2 separate regions of the Pan troglodytes genome follow, and region 1 is linked to region 2. Evidence: chromatin contacts called from public HiChIP or PLAC-seq data. All regions are on one chromosome and are shown on one strand. Each heading gives the region's core, a stretch centred on a gene start, on an enhancer-like site or on the middle of the called end of the contact. The rest is flanking DNA. Distances are from core to core; before and after follow the strand shown.

Region 1 (4,693 bases), core at 2,102-4,601, 140 kb after region 2:
TGTAAAGAAGTTTTGGGAAGTTCTTCAATAGCAGCAGTTTGGGGACATCACGTGTAGCCCTGTCGCTATTTCCTGAATGGATTTCATTCCTTTCTCAGTCTTGACCATTCCCTTACCCAACCCCCACCCCAACACAGTCAAAACCTTTTTGAGCAGCAGCTAGGAAGGTGAGCGGCCTCCCACCATGAGCCTCACTTTGGGGAATCTATGCTTTAGTTGGGGCATATTCTTGCCTTAGCCTCATCTCTGCATTTGGCCTCATTCTGCTGCTGCTTCTCAGTACCCAGAAGTCCTTGGGTTCTACCAGAGACCACTCTGACAGAAAGGGTCAGAAACAACTGACCCTTTCTTGGCTGGGTCTGGACTCTGGAGTACAGGAAGAACTAAATTACTTTGTCTTGGTCCAAGCTGAGCTCACGCTGGCTTCCCGAAGAGGAGACAGGAAGGTTAGGTCAGAAGTATGCTCATGTTGAGACCTAGGGCGGATGGTACCGGGCACTATGAAGCATCTTGAAAGTGGTGCCAGGTGATTGGTTTCCTGTTCCATCCAGCATTCTCCGGAGGCAGGGGCCACCAGCCCAGGATTGAGAGGAGCGTTGGCCTGGGGGCGACCCAACTGCAGTTAGCTGCATCCCATGTCAGTGTTGACTTTTGGGATGGCTCTGGAAGGATCACCTTGCCAAAACAGGTCAGGCTGGGTGGTGTCACCGCAGGAGTTGGGGCAGTAGCCCCCAGGCACACACAGGCAGCAGGAGTAGGGGCGGCGAGGCTGAGGTGTCCGAGGCGCCGCCGCAGTCCTGGGCGTTCTCCTGCGAACGCAGAGCAGAGGTGAGAGCGCAGCACTCAGAGGAGGACCCTCGAAAAGGGAAGGGCTTCCACCACTAATTTGGGCCAAAATCCTGGGGAAAGGGGAGTTTTGGAAAGCCGGGGAAGCACTGCTACCTTTCTTAGGCCCCTACCTTTTGGGGGAAAAGCAAAGGCTGGCCCCTCAGCCTGGGAGGGGGGCACCGGCCTTCTCTGCTTGCCCTCAGGCTTGGAGTGGCCGCGGGGTCATCCTCTCGGAATGTCCTCAACTCTGGGAGCATCTCTGATGGGGGTTTCTGGTCCCAGCAGGCCAGACTGTATGAAGCACCCGGCTCAGGGCCTGACACCTGGGTCTCGGATCTGGATCCGTACCAGCCACTATGACTATTATCCACGTGACGGCCTCCTCACATTGCTCGATCATTCAGAACTAAGTGTAGCGGGAATGAGGACAAGATGGGAAAACTGCATTCTAATTCACCTAGGGCCCAAGCCCTAGGAAGCGTGGCTCTTTGTTAAAGCACCTTGGGATCCTGGTTGACTTCGTATTTTAATGACACAGGGGCTCTGCTGTGTTTTCACACCACCACTTCAACAAATGTGAAGGGTTTTTCCCACCCCACTCTCTGGACACCAACTGGGTGTCTGTCCTGAAACTCAATTCAAGTCTGACACTATTGAGAGTTAGCATTAGATCTCGCAAGTTACAGGGCTCGGTCCCACAAGGTGGCCGTCACTTCAGATGCCAATCGCAAGCCCCAGGTCTCCTGTCCTTCTGACAGACTGGCTGTAAATCTAGGGTTCCCATGAGCCTGTCTCAGGCTCCGTGAGTTGTTAGCGTGGCTCACTAAACTCAGGAAGGTGCTTCCCTCACCATGACCAGTTTATTATAAAGGACGCAGGTCAGGCGGCTGAGTGGAAGAGACACGTAGGCCAAGGCACGGGGTGCGCAGAGCTCCCACACCCTTTCACCAATTCGGACACTCTCCAAACACAGTGGCTCAGGGATTTTATGGAGGCCTCATTATGATCATTGATTAAATCTTTGGCCATTGGTGATCAACTCAGTCTCCAGCCCCCTTCCTTTCCCAGAAGCCAGGGGCTTGGAGCCAAAAGTCCCAACCCTCTAATCCTAACTTGGTGTTTCCTGTGGCCGGCTCTCATCCTGTCTAGGGCCCCCAGCCACCAGTCATCTAATTAGCATACAAAGATACCTCTATCATTCCAAGGGTCTTAGAGGCGCCTGTGAAGGAACCAGGGACTAAGACCAAACACTATAACAAAAGATGCACCTATCACCCTAATCATTCAGGAAATAACAAGGGTTTTAGGAGCTTGCCAGGAATCAGGACAAAGACTAAAGATCTGTTTCTTATTATATCACAGTGTCACAGGGCATAAACGCAAATGTTTCCCCCGAGAAGCACAGGCACGGGTGTGTTCATTGGCATCCCTATATGCTCCTGTCTGCAGGGGCACAGACCCAGGCACAGAGGGTTTGGGGATGAAAATCCGGCCCACCCTCGATCCGCCTCAACCCGCACCTCTGGATGGAAGGCGTGGCAGGAGTCTGGTCGCCGGCGGAGCTTCTGGGAGCGCATCCGGTCACATTTGACAGAGGCATTATGTGCAGAAGCCACTGTTAAGGTCAATATCTCAGGACCGGAGCCCATTCTGCAGACTGGAAAAAGGTCTGGAAGAACCTGCTCTGGTGCCACCAGTTGCCCTGCAAGTAGCTTTAGGGTCAGGAGGCAGCACCGGGGCCCGGGGAAGGGTTAGAGAACAAATAACGGAGCCCTGTGGAGGACAGACGGGCGGTGAAGGAGGCTGGCCCCGCTGCTCAAAATCTGAGCCCTGCAGACACCTCCTACAGCCCCCGCCCCCACCGCACACATCCCCGAGCATTGCAGGATATATTTGACTTCTGTCGCCTCCTGCAGCACTGGTGGGAAGATGCTGCAGTCACAGGTGGGGTCTGTCACCAGGAGGAGGAGGTTACTGTTGGGAATCTGCTGCACCACAAATACCCTGCAGCAAAGAAAGGGAGTCGAGGATGGCTCCGTGGCGACCACGAGAAGGGCTTCTAGGGAAGGAACTTCTGGAGACTTTAGTGTGGAGTTAGGGTGGCAGGGAAGCCCGGAACCATGAGGCAGGGCGGGTCGGGGCAGCTAAGGGAACGGGCCTGGCAGATGGCTCAGTCCTACTGGCTTTCCTCACAAGCCTTTGCTGCTGCATTTCCTTTCCTAGCAGACTGGAGACAGTGAGGAAGTCCAAACTGGGCCGCTTTGGAGAGTGCAGAGTTGCTATTAATATATGCAGGGACGACAGGCGTAAATCAAGACCGTCCCGAGCAAATGGGCGGGCGAGGCAACACTTGCTTTGGGTGAGGGTGGTGGGGGCAGGCCCGGGCGAAGCGGCAGCGCTGGAGCTTGGCCACCAGGTGGCGCAGTGGTCCCGCGCTCGGCGAGGCCGCCCTGCGAGGAGTGGCGCGGAGTGGGGCGGAGCCCGCCCGCCAGGCCCACGGCCTTCCCAGCAGTCCCAGCGGCCGCCTACCGAGCGCCTCCCCTGGGATGGGCGGTCTCACACACCCAATGTGCACACCACAGCCATGTATACTCTCAGCCTTCACAGCTCTGTATGAGGCTGGTGTTGTGCCCATTTTGCAGATGAGAGAATGGAGACTAGAGGAGGCGAAGTCACTTGCCCACGGTCATAAGCGGGGGAGCGCAGAGCCAGTTTTCAATTCAGGAGTGTCTACTCTGAAGCCCTCGCTTCACTCCGGAGCCCGCTGGCTCTATCCTCGCACCGAGCCTTTGCGACAAGTGCACAGGGAACGCTAACCTCAGCCCTCAACCCTGCACAGAACCCGGGGTGAAACCCGCGCAGCACGACGCGCAGGGAGTTGGGGAGGAGGGAGCCCCCGATGCCTGCGCCGCAGGTGCCGCACTGTTAAATGGTGTGCCAGGGGCCCGGGGGTCTAGGGACCGCCCTGCGAGCGGCACGTCTGGCTGAGGCGACCCTCGAGGAGGCCGCTGCATTCCCAGCGTGGGGGTCCTCCCAGGCTTGGGTGCGGGGGGTCAGCAGGAGAGACCCCTCCGTGCGGCCTCCCTGCCTCCCCGGGGCCAGGGCGGGTTATAACTAGCGGCTTCCACACAGCAGGAAGCCTGACAGAGGCGCCCGCGGGGCTCCCAGCGACCCGAGGACATCGCACACTTTCGGGCTTCTCTTCTCACACTCCCTCTGCCTTCCGAGTTCTCCCCATGCAGCTCAGGCGCGGGCACTGGCACCGCCCCGGGCACCGCCTGAGCAGGGGTGGGGGAGACCCGCTGAAGGGCCCACTCGCCCAGAGACGCCGTGGGGTCACGGCTGCGGCCTTGGTGGGGTGGGCTCGACACACAGGGTCAGGCCTCGGGACCACCTCTCCCCATCCCGGCTGTCCCGGTCCCCAGCCGTCCTGCCCGCCTCAGGACCTTGCGCCTCCTGCGTGTCTCCTCCACTGAGGACGGTGGGGGAAGACCCCGAGAGCGTGGGCTTTGCACTTAGAAGCATCCCCCTCCTCCCGGCTGTGGAGCCGGTTCCCTGGGGGTTCCGGGGGCCCTGCCCGGACTTCCGCCTTGCGGAGGGCGGGAGGAGTGTGGCGGGACGGGCGGCGCCGCCCTGGGGTCTTACTTCTGGCAGGGCCCGCACTCGATGATCCCGTTGGCCTCCTGGATGGCCGGCTGGTACACGAACACGGGGTACTCCGTGTCGCAGGGCTGCAGCTGGTCCTGCTTCTTGTGTTTGTGGGCTGCGGGCAGACAGAGAAAGGACATCACGCCACCGAAGGGGCCTCTGGCCTGCGGTGACCTCGCCTCGGCACTCCCAGGGCCCAGTGCATTTGCAGATGGTC
Region 2 (5,060 bases), core at 978-3,477:
AGCTCTTGGGAATCATCTCAACTGAAGCCAACCACAAATGCAAGGGGTCTAACCTTGATGATCTGGATTTGTTTGGTCTTTTGTATACCCGGAAATCCACCATCCTTCTCTATGTTGGTCTTGGTGTTTCCTGAGAAGGCCAGTACCTGAAAAGTGAGCATTCCACCTTCCACTCCCCCATCACATGGGAGCCTTTTTTTTTTTTTAAATCCCCAGTCTGTTTACCACTTTGTCCTAAGAATCAAAGACTTAGGAAACTTTTTTTTTTTTTTTTTTTTGAGACAGGGTCTCACTCTGTCACCCAGGCTGGAGTGCAGTGGCGTGATCTCAGCTCACGGCAACCTCTGCCTCCCAGGCTCAAGCGATTTTCCTGCCTCAGCCTCCTGAGTAGCTGGAATTACAGGCACGCGCCACCACACCCGGCTAATTTTTGTATTTTTTTTTAGTAGAGACAAGGTTTCACCATGCTGGCCAGGCTGGTCCTTATCTCCTGACCTCAAGTGATCCACCCGCCTCGGCCTCCCAAAGTGCTGGGATTACAGGCGTGAGCCACCGCTCCCGGCCAAGGAAACTTCAAGAAGGCAAAGGCAAGGAGGCCCACCCCTGGGCCCTCAGAGGACATGGACAGGGAGCGGACTCTGAAAGGAGCTCTGGGAATGGACTCTGCCCCCTCTAGCCCCCAGGGCCTGGCCGCCTACACCCAGCTGCTTCTCCTCACTGGCCTCTGCCCCAGGCCATGGCAGCCACATCAGGGACGTGGAGCTGGGAAGCGTCCCCCCTTCTCACAGAAGGTCTGTGACAGTGGAGAAGATTCCCAGGATCTCAGGCTAGAAGTTGGAAGGCATTTTCTGAGGGCCACATGATTCCACCAGCTGGAGTTTTCTGTTCCCATTGTACAGTCCTTGATTTCTGGGACACAAGATGTTCTTTTAGGCTTTCCTGAATAACAAAGATCACACATACACTTGTTTATCTGGGGAGATGCCTTCCCGTTCTAAACAACTGACTTACAAATTCTCTTTCTGAGAACAATGCCCATTCATAAGTTGGGAACATTCTGTATGAGTGACTTCTGGCTGGGAAGGCACAGTTCTCAGGAGGGGGAGGAGTTCTCAGGAGACCCCTGTAAAGTGGGCCTGTGCGTAGACACTCAGGTCCCTGTGTTTGCTAGAAACACTTGGGCACACACAGGTGCCTGTTCCAAGCCTTCCTCCCAAGGAACACACCTGTGCATGTGAGTCACATGTCCCGCCAACGTGCCACCTAACCTTCACCCTGAGCTGGGGAGTATTGGGTAACTGTGTCCTCAGCAAAGTCACCCCACTGCTTGGGTAACACCTTCAGATAGTATCCAGGCCAAAACATGTTAAGAAAAAAAATTCACTCACAGCCAGAACACTTATTCCTGTTTATCTTTTAACAATGCAAGGGTAGGGAAATTGTTTGGAAATCAAAACGTGGAAGTTCGTTCATCCTCCCAACTCGTGGAGTTCTAAGGCAGAGACTGGCTAAGCTTTGTGGGACCTAAAAGTTATATAATCAGGGTGGGGCAGTTTAAATAATTACAAATACGAAATTATGAACAGGGCCTTAGAAGGCGAGGGAGAGGCCCTGAAACTTGAGCTTCATTCACTTAATGGAAAATCTAACTCTGATTCTAGGGGAAGAATCTAGAAGATTCCATGAAAATACAATGTTATAGAGCTTTAAATGACTTTCCCTAAAATACTTTTAATACTTCTTGCCTTAGTGGATCCTGGCTTTTCTTTGACAATGTCATTCAGTTGAAAACCCTCTGGGTAAAGGCTCTTCGCCTCCTGGCACCCCCATGGGGGCGGGAGGTGCTGCTCTCAGGGTCTTCACACCCCACTGTTGCAGCCCTTCGCTCAGCCGTCTCTCCAGCCGGACCATCCTCTCTGCATTTTGGTCCCTGTCCTCCGCCCACCCTGGGGCCCTTCTGCAAAGCACTGAGGGTCAGGGGCGCACGGACGTCTTCCTCCCAGCCCCTCATCCGCCAGCGAGCTGAGCCGCGCCTGGGCCCCTGTCACCGCGCCACCGCTCCTTCGGGACCTGAAGCCTCGGTGCTCAGCGATCCCCCTGCAGCTCACTGCGACCCCCACCCTTGCTGCGCCCTCCGCCTCGGCACGGCCCTCCCGGAGCTATGTGCCCTCCCTGACTTCATCTTCGCCCCTCCCCTGCCTGGCTCTCCCACTGCCAGTCACCCCAACCCCGCCCCAGCAGCAGCCTCGAGTTCCCTCTCCCCTCGAAGGCCTCGCGGCGGACTCGGAGCGGGGCAGGGCGGAGGCGGGAGGCGGGAGGCGGGAGGCGGGAGGCGGGGGGCGGGAGGCGGGGGGCGGGGGGCGGGGCCGCAGCTCCGCCCTCGGGAAATGGCTCCGCCTCCCTCGCCGGGAGCCGCCTTCAGGGGCCGTATGCAGCGACTCCCCACCCCGCGGGCCATGCCAGCGGACGGGCACCTCCGCGGGCGCAGAGCGAGTCACACGTGCATCCTCTCACCCTTCCCCCGCTGCACCGCCCGCTGTCCAGCCCTCTCCTCCTGTTTTCTCCCACTGCAGAGCTGGCTAAAGAACACTGCAGACTTGGGCCACTTTGCCCCTGCCCAGATTCCTGATTCCCGGCCTCGCGGCCCCACCGCTGTCTTCCTCTCCCCTCCCGGACTTCCTCTCGCCCCCAGCCCCAGCCCTCTGTGGCCGCGGCCTGCTCTGCCTGAGCTGCGCCTCCGGAGGTTCCGCCGCCCCTTCGCCTCCCCCTCCTCACTTCCCGCCTCCCCCTCCCCACTTCCCGCCTCCCCCTCCCCACTTCCCGCCTCCCCCTCCCCACTTCCCGCCTCCCCCTCCCCACTTCCCGCCTCCCCCTCCTCACTTCCCGCCTCCCTCCTGAGAGGTCCGCTGTCGGGAGAGAGGACTCGGTGTGTGCTCCGCTCGCCCTCCGCGAGATTCCCTCAGGGCACAAGCAGCGCTTCCTGAAGCTCGGTTAGCCCCTCACCCACCAGCTGCAAGGACGGGGACCCTGCCTTTCTCATCGCTCATCGCCCAGGGCCTGGCCGGGAGGAGGGCTTCTAACCGGGAGGAGCTGCCCGCTCTTCCGTGCCCCGCCCCCCAGCGCACCTGCCCGCGAACATGAGGCAGCCGGGGGGTCCGCTGGGGCAGAGTGCGGAGTGAAGGGGTGCACTGGGCACTCAGCGCGGCCCTTGGGAGGCAGGGCCGCCCCAGCCTGCCCTCCTGTCTAGGAAGGCCGTCCAGAAGCAGGAGCCCCGGGGAAAACAACTGGCTGGACGGGGCGGCCTTCAGTGTCTCTCCCAGCCTGAGTCGCTTCCCACCACCTGGGCACGAACCTGCTCTGCGATCTCCGGCAAGTTCCTGCGCCTCCTGTCGGTAAAATGCAGATCGTGGCGTCTTCCCTGTCCCCTGTGAGGATCGTGAGCCTATGCGTGTGAGGCCACCAAATCCCAATTCGTATGAACGTGCTGGAAGCAAGGGGGTCAGAGCACTTAGCGGCTCTCTCCTCTGGTGGGGAGAAAACAATGATTTTCTTAAGGACACAGTTTGATGGTGGAGGCTCGAGAGCGGCTACAGTTGGGGCCACTGGAGAGACAGAGATGGCCTCTGGAAGAGGGTGCTGAGTTATGTAGTGGCCGATTCACTGCAGGCTGCCTGCTAGATTGTAGGCTTGCTGAAGGCAGCACCAGTTATCTGTCGCACTGTTCGCTACAGAATTGTCCGCACCAAGCACAGCATGGACTCTGTTAGCAGTGCAGCAAACATTTGATGAAGGAAGGAAGGAGGGAATTAAAGGAGGAGGAAAGGAAAGGAGAAAGATAAAAAAGGAAGAAAGGAGGAAGGGAAGGAAGGAAGAAAGGAAGGACGGAGGGAAGGAGGGAAAGGAGGGAAGGAGGGAAAGGAGGGAAGGGATGAAGAAAGGGAGAGAGAAGGAAAGAAAGGAAGGAGGGAAGGAAGGAAGGAGGAAAACAGGAGGGAAGGAAGGGGGAAAGGAAGGGAGGAAGGAAGGAAGGAGGCTGCTTAGGGGTAAAATGTCTGTAGGGAGGATGCAGCCAGGCCACGAGCTAATAGAAGGTGCAGAATGTCAAGCTGCTGAGATGGACCATGGAAGGCAAGAAGAATGAGGGAATGCCCACCCAGTCCTCAATGACAAATAATGATCTTGTTTTATTTTGCTTTTTCCTCGATCTTAATTTTTAATCCCCAATGGCTGAATGATGGTGTTCTGTGCAGACATTTGTGTTCGGGTAGAGAGAAGGGGAAAGAATGCTGGGACTGGCCCACTATGGCCCTGCCCTTACAAACTAGAGGAGAGTAATTAAATGAAAACGATGGCAAGGATGTACATGTAAAACATTTAAAGGCTGGGCACAGTGGCTCATGCCTGTAATCCCAGCACTTCCGGAGGCCAAGGCAGGTGGGTCACGAGGTCAGCAGTTCGAGACCAGCCTGGTCAACATGGTGAAACCCCATCTCTACTAAAAATACAAAAATTATCCAGGCGTGGTGGTGGGTGCCTGTAATCCCAGCTACTTGGGAGGCTGAGGCAGGCGAATCGCTTGACCCGGGAGGCGGAGTTTGCAGTGAGTCGAGACCATGCCATTGCACTCCAGCCTGGGTGACAGAGGGAGACTCTGTCTCAAAAAACAAACAAACAGCAACAACAAAAAACATTTAAAGACACACAAGGCCGGGCGCAGTGGCTCTTGCCTGTAATCCTAGCACTTTGGGAGGCTGAGGCAGGAGGATCGCTTGAGCCCAGGAATTTGAGACCAGCCTGGGCAACATGGTGTAAACCTGTCTCTAAAAAACATAGAAAAATTAGCTGGGCGTGGTGGTGCGCACCTGTGGTCTCAGCTACTCGGGAGGCTGAGGTGGGAGGATCACTTGAGCCCGGGAGGTCAAGCCTGCAGTGAGCTATGATCTCACCACCGTACTCCAGTCTGGGTAACGGAGCAAGACCCTGTTTCAAAAATAAATGAAGGAAATAATAAAAATTAAGAACACACAAAAGTAGATTCAAAATATTACACACACTTTTAC

What was found. HiChIP or PLAC-seq counts read pairs in DNA pulled down with a chosen protein or histone mark.
Region 1: a contact with region 2 is called in an H3K4me3 HiChIP or PLAC-seq map of stem cell-derived excitatory neurons, with 9 times the contacts expected there. The contact joins two enhancer-like sites. A contact is called at or near these places in 5 of 7 Hi-C or Micro-C datasets (blood, induced pluripotent stem cells, lymphocytes and 1 more), 1 of 1 datasets of contacts at active chromatin or transcription factors (stem cell-derived excitatory neurons) and 1 of 1 other capture datasets (stem cell-derived neural stem cells).

The regions. Positions count from the first base shown.
Region 1 is chr10:8,954,755-8,959,447 of NHGRI_mPanTro3-v2.0_pri, forward strand. It overlaps CACNA2D4 (calcium voltage-gated channel auxiliary subunit alpha2delta 4), which reads right to left. Exons shown (of 40, transcript XM_063786224.1): 37 at 4,474-4,591; 38 at 2,717-2,832; 39 at 2,349-2,428; 40 at 1-809. The coding sequence ends at 705. Among named protein-coding and RNA genes, the nearest start is that of LRTM2, 25 kb to the right of the region's middle. Within about 2 kb of position 3,352, at least 17 of the 24 cell types and tissues checked have an H3K27ac peak or open chromatin away from gene starts, as enhancers often do. A contact at or near this core is called in induced pluripotent stem cells, stem cell-derived excitatory neurons and stem cell-derived neural stem cells, where this site is marked.
Region 2 is chr10:8,818,539-8,823,598 of NHGRI_mPanTro3-v2.0_pri, forward strand. LOC129136497 (a long non-coding RNA gene) reads right to left here. Exons shown (of 3, transcript XR_010148237.1): 2 at 3,353-3,524. Among named protein-coding and RNA genes, the nearest start is that of ADIPOR2, 8.3 kb to the right of the region's middle. Within about 2 kb of position 2,228, at least 20 of the 24 cell types and tissues checked have an H3K27ac peak or open chromatin away from gene starts, as enhancers often do. A contact at or near this core is called in induced pluripotent stem cells, stem cell-derived excitatory neurons and stem cell-derived neural stem cells, where this site is marked.